Linked DNA regions of Mus musculus: region 2 is linked to region 1. The links are chromatin contacts, called in public promoter capture Hi-C maps. All regions are on one chromosome and are shown on one strand. Each heading gives the region's core, a stretch centred on a gene start, on an enhancer-like site or on the middle of the called end of the contact. The rest is flanking DNA. Distances are from core to core; before and after follow the strand shown. Region 1 overlaps Fam219a (family with sequence similarity 219, member A). Region 2 has its middle 4.8 kb from the start of Rpp25l.

Evidence for each region. Promoter capture Hi-C pulls out the DNA fragments that hold promoters and counts their contacts.
Region 2: a contact with region 1 is called in a promoter capture Hi-C map of frontonasal cranial neural crest, with 6 times the contacts expected there. The contact joins two enhancer-like sites. A contact is called at or near these places in 18 of 39 promoter capture datasets (the 3T3-L1 cell line, the C10 cell line, the HPC-7 cell line and 13 more), 5 of 15 datasets of contacts at CTCF or cohesin (the G1E-ER4 cell line, embryonic stem cells and stem cell-derived epiblast-like cells), 116 of 484 Hi-C or Micro-C datasets (8-cell embryo, the AML12 cell line, B cells and 62 more), 38 of 115 datasets of contacts at active chromatin or transcription factors (the 230-238 cell line, CD4 single positive thymocytes, the HPC-7 cell line and 22 more) and 5 of 9 other capture datasets (adipose tissue, embryonic stem cells, liver and 2 more).

The regions. Positions count from the first base shown.
Region 1 is chr4:41,543,045-41,546,442 of GRCm38.p6, reverse strand. The region is part of intron 1 of Fam219a (family with sequence similarity 219, member A); the gene reads left to right. Among named protein-coding and RNA genes, the nearest start is that of Gm12404, 24 kb to the right of the region's middle. Within about 2 kb of position 1,927, at least 5 of the 459 cell types and tissues checked have an H3K27ac peak or open chromatin away from gene starts, as enhancers often do.
Region 2 is chr4:41,706,860-41,710,541 of GRCm38.p6, reverse strand. No RefSeq gene overlaps it. Among named protein-coding and RNA genes, the nearest start is that of Rpp25l, 4.8 kb to the left of the region's middle. Within about 2 kb of position 1,996, at least 38 of the 459 cell types and tissues checked have an H3K27ac peak or open chromatin away from gene starts, as enhancers often do.

The sequences.
Region 1 (3,398 bases), core at 678-3,177:
CGTCCTCGACCAGGTTTGTTTGGCCCTGAACTTCCAGATCGATTGAGGGACATTTCTTTTTCACATACATATCAAGATTCTGAATCTCACCCCTTATTGAAAATCTGGCCAGAGAGCCAAGCTTCTGGCGTGAAGCCCAGGCTGCAGCCATGAGTGATTGGAATCATGCTGAAGCTACGTCAGGCATACAGGCCATGGACCCAAACAGGCAGCTGCTGTCAGCCACGGCAAAGATGAACTGGCATCATCTAAGGTCACCACTAACCAGCAGGCAGGCCGTGGTCAGATCCTCCCTCCCACGCGTTCAGGGGAGGTGGTTCAGAACGCTGGATAGCTCCCAAAGGCACCCTGCCTGTCCTGGCTAAGTCTGCAGACCCTGGAGACCCACACTGTTCAGGCTTGAATAGCCTTCCTCAACACATCACTCGCTGCAAAGGGCCTCTTCTCTTTCCAAGACTATCCCTGTGGGCGCAAAGTTCCTCTCCGCTTCAGCACCTCCCCTACCTCCCGAAACACTTCTTAGCCTGACTGAACTCTCTTGAGGTCACCATCATTCTCAGACTAAAGTCTTGGAGATAATCAGGCCATCTCCTGAGCTGTCTGTGGCCAGAATCTGATACCCAAATACCTCAAGGCTGCAGGACTCTGTGGAGATGGGGAAACTAAGGTCCTTTGTCTCCTCTTTAATCAGAGCATGAGGAAGGAACCCAAAGAGAGCAGACACTGAGCAAATTTCAGAGCCTGAAAAAAGAGCCATCCATGGCTACTCCCATAACCTCAGGCTGGTGATGAGAACACATTTTCTATGAGTCTGTGCTTTTAGGGGACGGGCACTGACATAAAGGAGAGGAGCTTTTCTAGTAGAAGCAGAAAGCACTGGTGAGTCTGGAAGCAGCTCTTCTGCCACCCCACCCTAGCCATGTGTGTGACCCCAAGCCCATGGCTGGGGCTTTGATTGAGCGCTGGCAGGGGAAAGGGTCCCCGCTCATTCTTCACGTGATACTGGAGGGAGTAGAGGGTGTGAAAGGGTAGAAGAGTTCAACCATTTACAGGGGTTGAATTTTCTAGTAGAAAGCTCCTCTTCTGCCTCCAGGTCTCTCCCATGGCTAGCAAATGAGGTAAGCACATAAACTACTTGGAATGAAGCCAAGCAGAAATGCTCAGGGGCCATTCCTCTGACTTTGTGCAGTGATCCTCCTCCTGAGATCTTGTTTTCTTTGACAGTCTCAGGTTCCTGGATCCTTTAGTGAGGGATCTGTCATACCCCATGGTCACTGCCTGCCTTATACCTCAACGAATGTACCAGTCAAAGAAATTGCCCTAGTTATTGAAATAGTATACTCCACCCAACAGCCAAACATACATAGGCTGGTTCACTATTTTAGCACCAACCAGACACAGTGAGGCAGGAAGGGTAGGGAAAAAACATTTGTCATCTACTGAGACATGAGTGGACCTGATGAGTCTAGGCTGCAATAACTAAGGTTGCTGCCACCCAGTTTGAAGTGTTGTTAGGTAGCACTCCTGAAGATGGAGCTACTGACAATGTAGTAACTGACTAATTGAAAAAAGAAGAAGAAAGAAGGAGGAGGAGGAGGAAGAGGAGGAGGAGGAGGAAGAAGAAGAAGAAGAAGAAGAAGAAGAAGAAGAAGAAGAAGAAGAAGAAGAAGAAGAAGAAGAAGAAGAAGAAGAAGAAGAAAAAGTTGTTGAAGTTCAATGACCCTGGACCTGGGCTATCAGCCTAGCCCCTCTTGCTTTTGGAAATAGCACATTCCAGTTTCCAAGAGGCTCTTACCTTGAGACTAAGCACGGGCTCTTTCAACAAGCATTTATAGAGAAGAAACAAGAGCAGCTGCGGACTTTGCCTGATCCCAAGAGATTTGTTTGTATTGGGTTTTGTTCAAGTAGAACAATTCTAGCCTCAGCCGCAGCTCGCTTTCAGTCTGTTTGGGGGCAAAGGTGCCCCTGTGTTTTCCTTCCTCCTGGTGGATGCTCTGTACCCGTTGTTTTATTTAGGAGCTGTGATTATGTGACCACAAGCCTTACTAAATTGAATACAACCCTGAGCATTCAGAAGACACAGCGTAGGTCTCAAGAGAGGGAGCAGCTGGCTGGAAAGAAAAGCCAGTGAAGTTTAATCCCAAGGTTGCCATCTGGCTCTGACCTGGGACAACTCATTTACTCTATGCCCTGGGGCCTTTGCAAAGCAGGTGTGGGCACTCTAAGGGTGAAGAGACCTGTCTGGACTCTCAGTTGGTGCTGCTCACAGAGCGACTGGAATCTACAGCCAAAGGATGTTTAATGTTTTTGGAAGTTTCTTGAATTTTTTTACATAGCCTCCCTGTCCTAATGATGAACTCCCAAGGGGGTCCCCTGCCTGAGTGAGTTCGTTGCCTAACTGATAAGTATAATTGTAATCCTGGGTTGTCCAAAATCACCTTGAACAGACAGATCAAAGCAGCCCACCTGTTTGTCTCCAAGGGTTTTCGGTGGCTTTGATTTCAAGCTGGCTGTCCACTCCTCTAAAATTCAACAAGAACTGAGAATTAAGCCAGGTATGGCAGCATAATCTGTGATCTTAGCACTTGGAAGGTAGAGGCAGGAGGATTAGGAGGCTAGCCTGGGCTACATGAAAACCTGTCACAAGCAAACAAGCAAAAAAGAGCCATAACTGTTAGATTTTGAAAGTAAAACATTGTAAAGAAATAGCTGAGCCTGGACCTTAAGCACAGAGAAGTCTCTGTTCAGTTGGTTGGTCACCATGAGAAGCAGACCTGAGGTGAATGGCTGCCTTGGCCATAGACCTTAGAAGGGTTTTTAATTTTATGAGTATGAATGTGTGTCTGCATGTATATCTGTACACCGAGGAAGCCAGAAAAGAGCATCAGACCCCGGGTTCTGGAGTAGCAGATGGTTGTGAGATGCCATGTGGGTGCTGGGAATTGAACCCAGGTCTTAACTACTAAGCCATCTCTTCAGCCCCTCCTGAGAAGGGTTTAACTATGCCAAACCTCCAGATGAGCCAGTGTTTGGGGACTCCTGCTGTGACTGTTTTCCAACTTAAATCCCTGAAAGGCAGTTCTTCAGCTCTTAGCTATAAGAAAGGCCCTGAAAGGATACACAGTTGCAACACGAGTCTAGGACACCACTAGTCAAAGCACAGTGTGGTAGGCCGCCAGTCTTTCCCACCTCTCTCTCAAATAGACCCTTGCCCTACCCTGCATTGTTTGTGTGCTCTCAGATTATAGGCCATAATCCTCAGTTTTAGAAACTGGGACGACTCCGTGGAGAAAGACACTGTCCTCACCTTCAAGAACATCTATCAAACAAATAATTATACAAATAGTCACTTAATAAAACTTGTTAAGTGCATGATAAAACTGAGGAGAAAGGGAATT
Region 2 (3,682 bases), core at 747-3,246, 160 kb before region 1:
TCTCAGCAGTTAAGATTGCTTTTCCAGAGGACCCAGGTTCAATTCCCAGCAGCTACATGGCATTTTACAACTATCTTTAACTATAGTCCCATGAGATCTGATGCCCTCTTCTGGTGTCCAGATGTAAAAGCAGACAAAACACCTATATGTGTAAATAAGGAAAAAAGCACTTTGTTCAATCCCTAGGACCCACCTGGCAGCTCACGACTGTAACTCCCATCCCGGGGCATCTGATACCCTCTCCTGACCTCAGCAGGCACCAGGCACACATGTAGCGAAACACTAACATTTTTTAAGTAGGAGCATGGGTTGGTGAGATGGCTCAGAGGATAAACACTTGCCACCAAGCTTAACCCGAGTCCAGTCCCAGCACCAACACGGAAAAAGAAAGCGGACCTCTGTTCACATGCACACATAGACAAACAACAACCACAACAACAAAAATTTTTTAAGTAGGAACAAAGATGACTTCCTGCAGTGGGAGGGTCTGAAGAGTTGAGGACGAGCAAGGGTGCAGATGGTGTTGGAGGTGCAGGTAGGATATAAGAATCCAAAAGTCCTCTCCATGAAGCAGGAAGAAACAGAGCGGATGGGGTCAGGATGCCTGAGACAGTTGTTGCGGCTGAGAGATATGACAAGATCTGGCACGGCAAAGCCATAAGTCCGGTGTAGGCTGACAACTATGAACTTGGAATGTCTTTAGCAGAATGTGGGATCCAGTAGTCTCCACTCTGAGACTGCGACAGGAACAAATGAAGACTGAATAGTAACAGGAGAGTAGGGCCATGGTGCCCACCCTGAGTAAGAAGTTAAGTTAAAAGAGCACAGGGTTCTGTGACCCGGAGTCCTCACGAGCTGTCTGGGGTGGGTGACGCAGAATGCCACAGCGATAGGAAAGTGTAGCTTCCTGGGGCTGTTAGAACAAAGTGCCACAACTGAGTTGCTTACAACAGCAAAGAATTCCAGAGGCTAGCCATTCAAAAGATGTTTTTCTATTTTATTATGTTTTATTTAGTGGATGTGTGAGCATGCATGCACCGCAGCTCACAGACAGAGGTCAGAGGACAACTTGCAAGAGTCAGTTCTCTACTTCAGCCCTGCCCGCTTTGATGTGTGTTTTCACCCTCTAAATATAATTGGCTTCTTTAAGATGGTATTTTGGGGACCTGGAGAGGAGGGTCCATAGATAAGAGCACCCAGGTTTGATCCCTAGCAACCACATGGTGGTTGACAGTCATCTACTACTCCAGTCCACACCCTCTTTGGCCTCCTCGGGCACCAGGCATGCATGTAGCACACACATATGCAAGCAAAACACCTATATACATAAATGAACTAAAACTTTTATTTATTGTCTCCTGGTGAGAATGTGGGTACCAAACAGGCAGATGCTGCTTTCTCCACTGAAGTGACCTAAGAGTCTTGAACATGCTTTGCACACAGTAGGTATGTAATGATCATTCCGATGGATGAAGGGATGACTGTTGAGCCGCTGTTGGGCCTCCGAGTGTGTGGACACTCTTAGATCCCACGCCATTCCTTGTTCCCTTGGCCCTCCGTTCTCAGATTAGAGGAGAAGATTCAGATTTATTCACAGAGTAACCTAAAAGGACCTCCTTGCCTGCCTGCCCCACTGACTCTGTCCATCTTTGGCTTGGTTCTGGGACTCTGGCTTTCTGACCACACTGATGCCTCCCCTCCCCCGCTCCTAATCATTCAATCTTCTTCCTCTAATCTTTGTCTCTTCAAATTCAAGACCACTCAAAAGCAAGACTTGGAAGTTTAGATCTGTAATCCTAACAGCTGGGGAAGCTGTAGCAGGGGGCTGCCATCTAAGGCCACCTTAGCCTACATAATGATTACCAAACCAGCCTGAGACACAAAAACTAAGTCATAAAACAAAACAAACAAAACAAACCCGGAGAGAAACCTATTCAAAACACACTAGTATTAACCTCAGGGAACTTCTATTTTAAACCACAGGGTGGCAGTAGTCACAAAGGGATAGCCCACGTATACTCTGTAAAATCTACTTTTCAAGAAGCCCCAAGGCAGAAGGAAAACAGTCTAGTCTTGAAATTTGGTCCTCAATAGACTAAGTGACAAGTGACATCTCGGCAGTTCAAAAGGCAGCTGATAATACCCAGTGTGACAAACCTAGTCACTGCACTTAGAGCCTCCGGTCTCAGGTGAGCGATGATGTCAGCAGTTCACCTTCAGGAATGTGGCAGGCGCAGTAGGTTCACAGAGTAAAGAAGTTCCTCGCTGCAGAAATAAAAGCCCCGAGACAAGCAAAATCTCAAGGAAAAATGAGGTAATGACTGTGTAAAGCTTGAAGACTAATGGGCTGGGAGAGTCCTGGGAAGGGCAGGGATGGAGGGGAATCATGAACTGAGACATAGGAAGACGCAAGGAAAGTAAACAGTCTGGTGACTGAAGGTCAAGGAAGGGCCAACGAGGAGTGAGTCTCAGGGACCGCGGCTGTCTACCTGGCCAGGGAGTTTGGATTTTATTGTGGGAGAGATGAGAGGTTCCAGAATTCTCTGAGGTGGAGCACAAGGTAAAATGCCAGACTGTTTAGAGCGAGAACCCTGGGTGCTACAGCTTGCTGAGAAGACGGAGCACAGGATTGGAAGAGCAGCAAGGAAGCCAGGAAGAGATCATGGGCCAAAATCACGGCTAGGGTAGGCCCTGGGAATCTTTCCCAGCCCACAAAGGCTCTCAATGCCTGTTACACTGCAAGCATTCCTAGCCCCAGGCTCCCTCTGCCCCACCATATGAGCTCCTGTAACCTTTCTTCATTTGAACTGTAGCCTGGCTTCTCTGGTTATTTGTCTAGAACCAGGGTCTTGGTCAGCTTCCATATTGAGAGACAAGAGCATCCAGGTTCCTTACGGCTAGGAGAACTCTCTCTTGGCTTTCGTTTTCCTCCACTATGCATTTCTCAGAGACCCTTTCATGTGTCCTCCTTCAGTGTGGCTAAGGGTCCTTCCATAGAGGGAGCTAGCTAGCGTCACTCCCTCACCTTCAGCCACCTCCTACCAGACAGAGTACACTCATATGCCTACGTGTGCATGCATATTGATGTCCAGAGGGCCATCCCACTAGGGAGAGAGTCACATGTCTAAGAGAAATGCCTGGAAGTGGGAGAATAAAAGGCACAGCTGGGAGTGGGAGCAGGAGCGGGAGGCGTGCTGTCTGCCAGGTCTCAGGTTCCGGCTGGAGCCACAACCGTGTACGGCAAGTAGGGGGCACCAGAGTCAGACTTTGTGTAGGAATTGCGGAGTCACCTTCATTCCGTCTCATGAATATGCACAGAACCTGTTGAATTATGCAGATAGAAAGGATGTAAATGTGTATGCAAATTCGGTGCTACCCTTGCTGTTGCTATGGAAACAAGTGACTAGCAAGGAGGGGCACACCCTGGGGAGACCTGGGTGGAGAGACTGAGACCTGGAGACTGGGCTGGGCCACCTGCTCTTCTCAATCACGACGTTTTGATCTCTTTCTTTGCTTCGTTTTGTCTTTGTCTCTCTGCCTGGATCTCCGTCCACTTCTGCACCTCTTTTAACCTCTCTCTTTTCAGCTGTTTTATTTCTCTCTTTCTCTCTCTGAGTTTCTCTGCCTGCATTTCTCTGTGCTGTTGCATCTCTGACAGAAACATTACCTGGCCTGCCCCTTG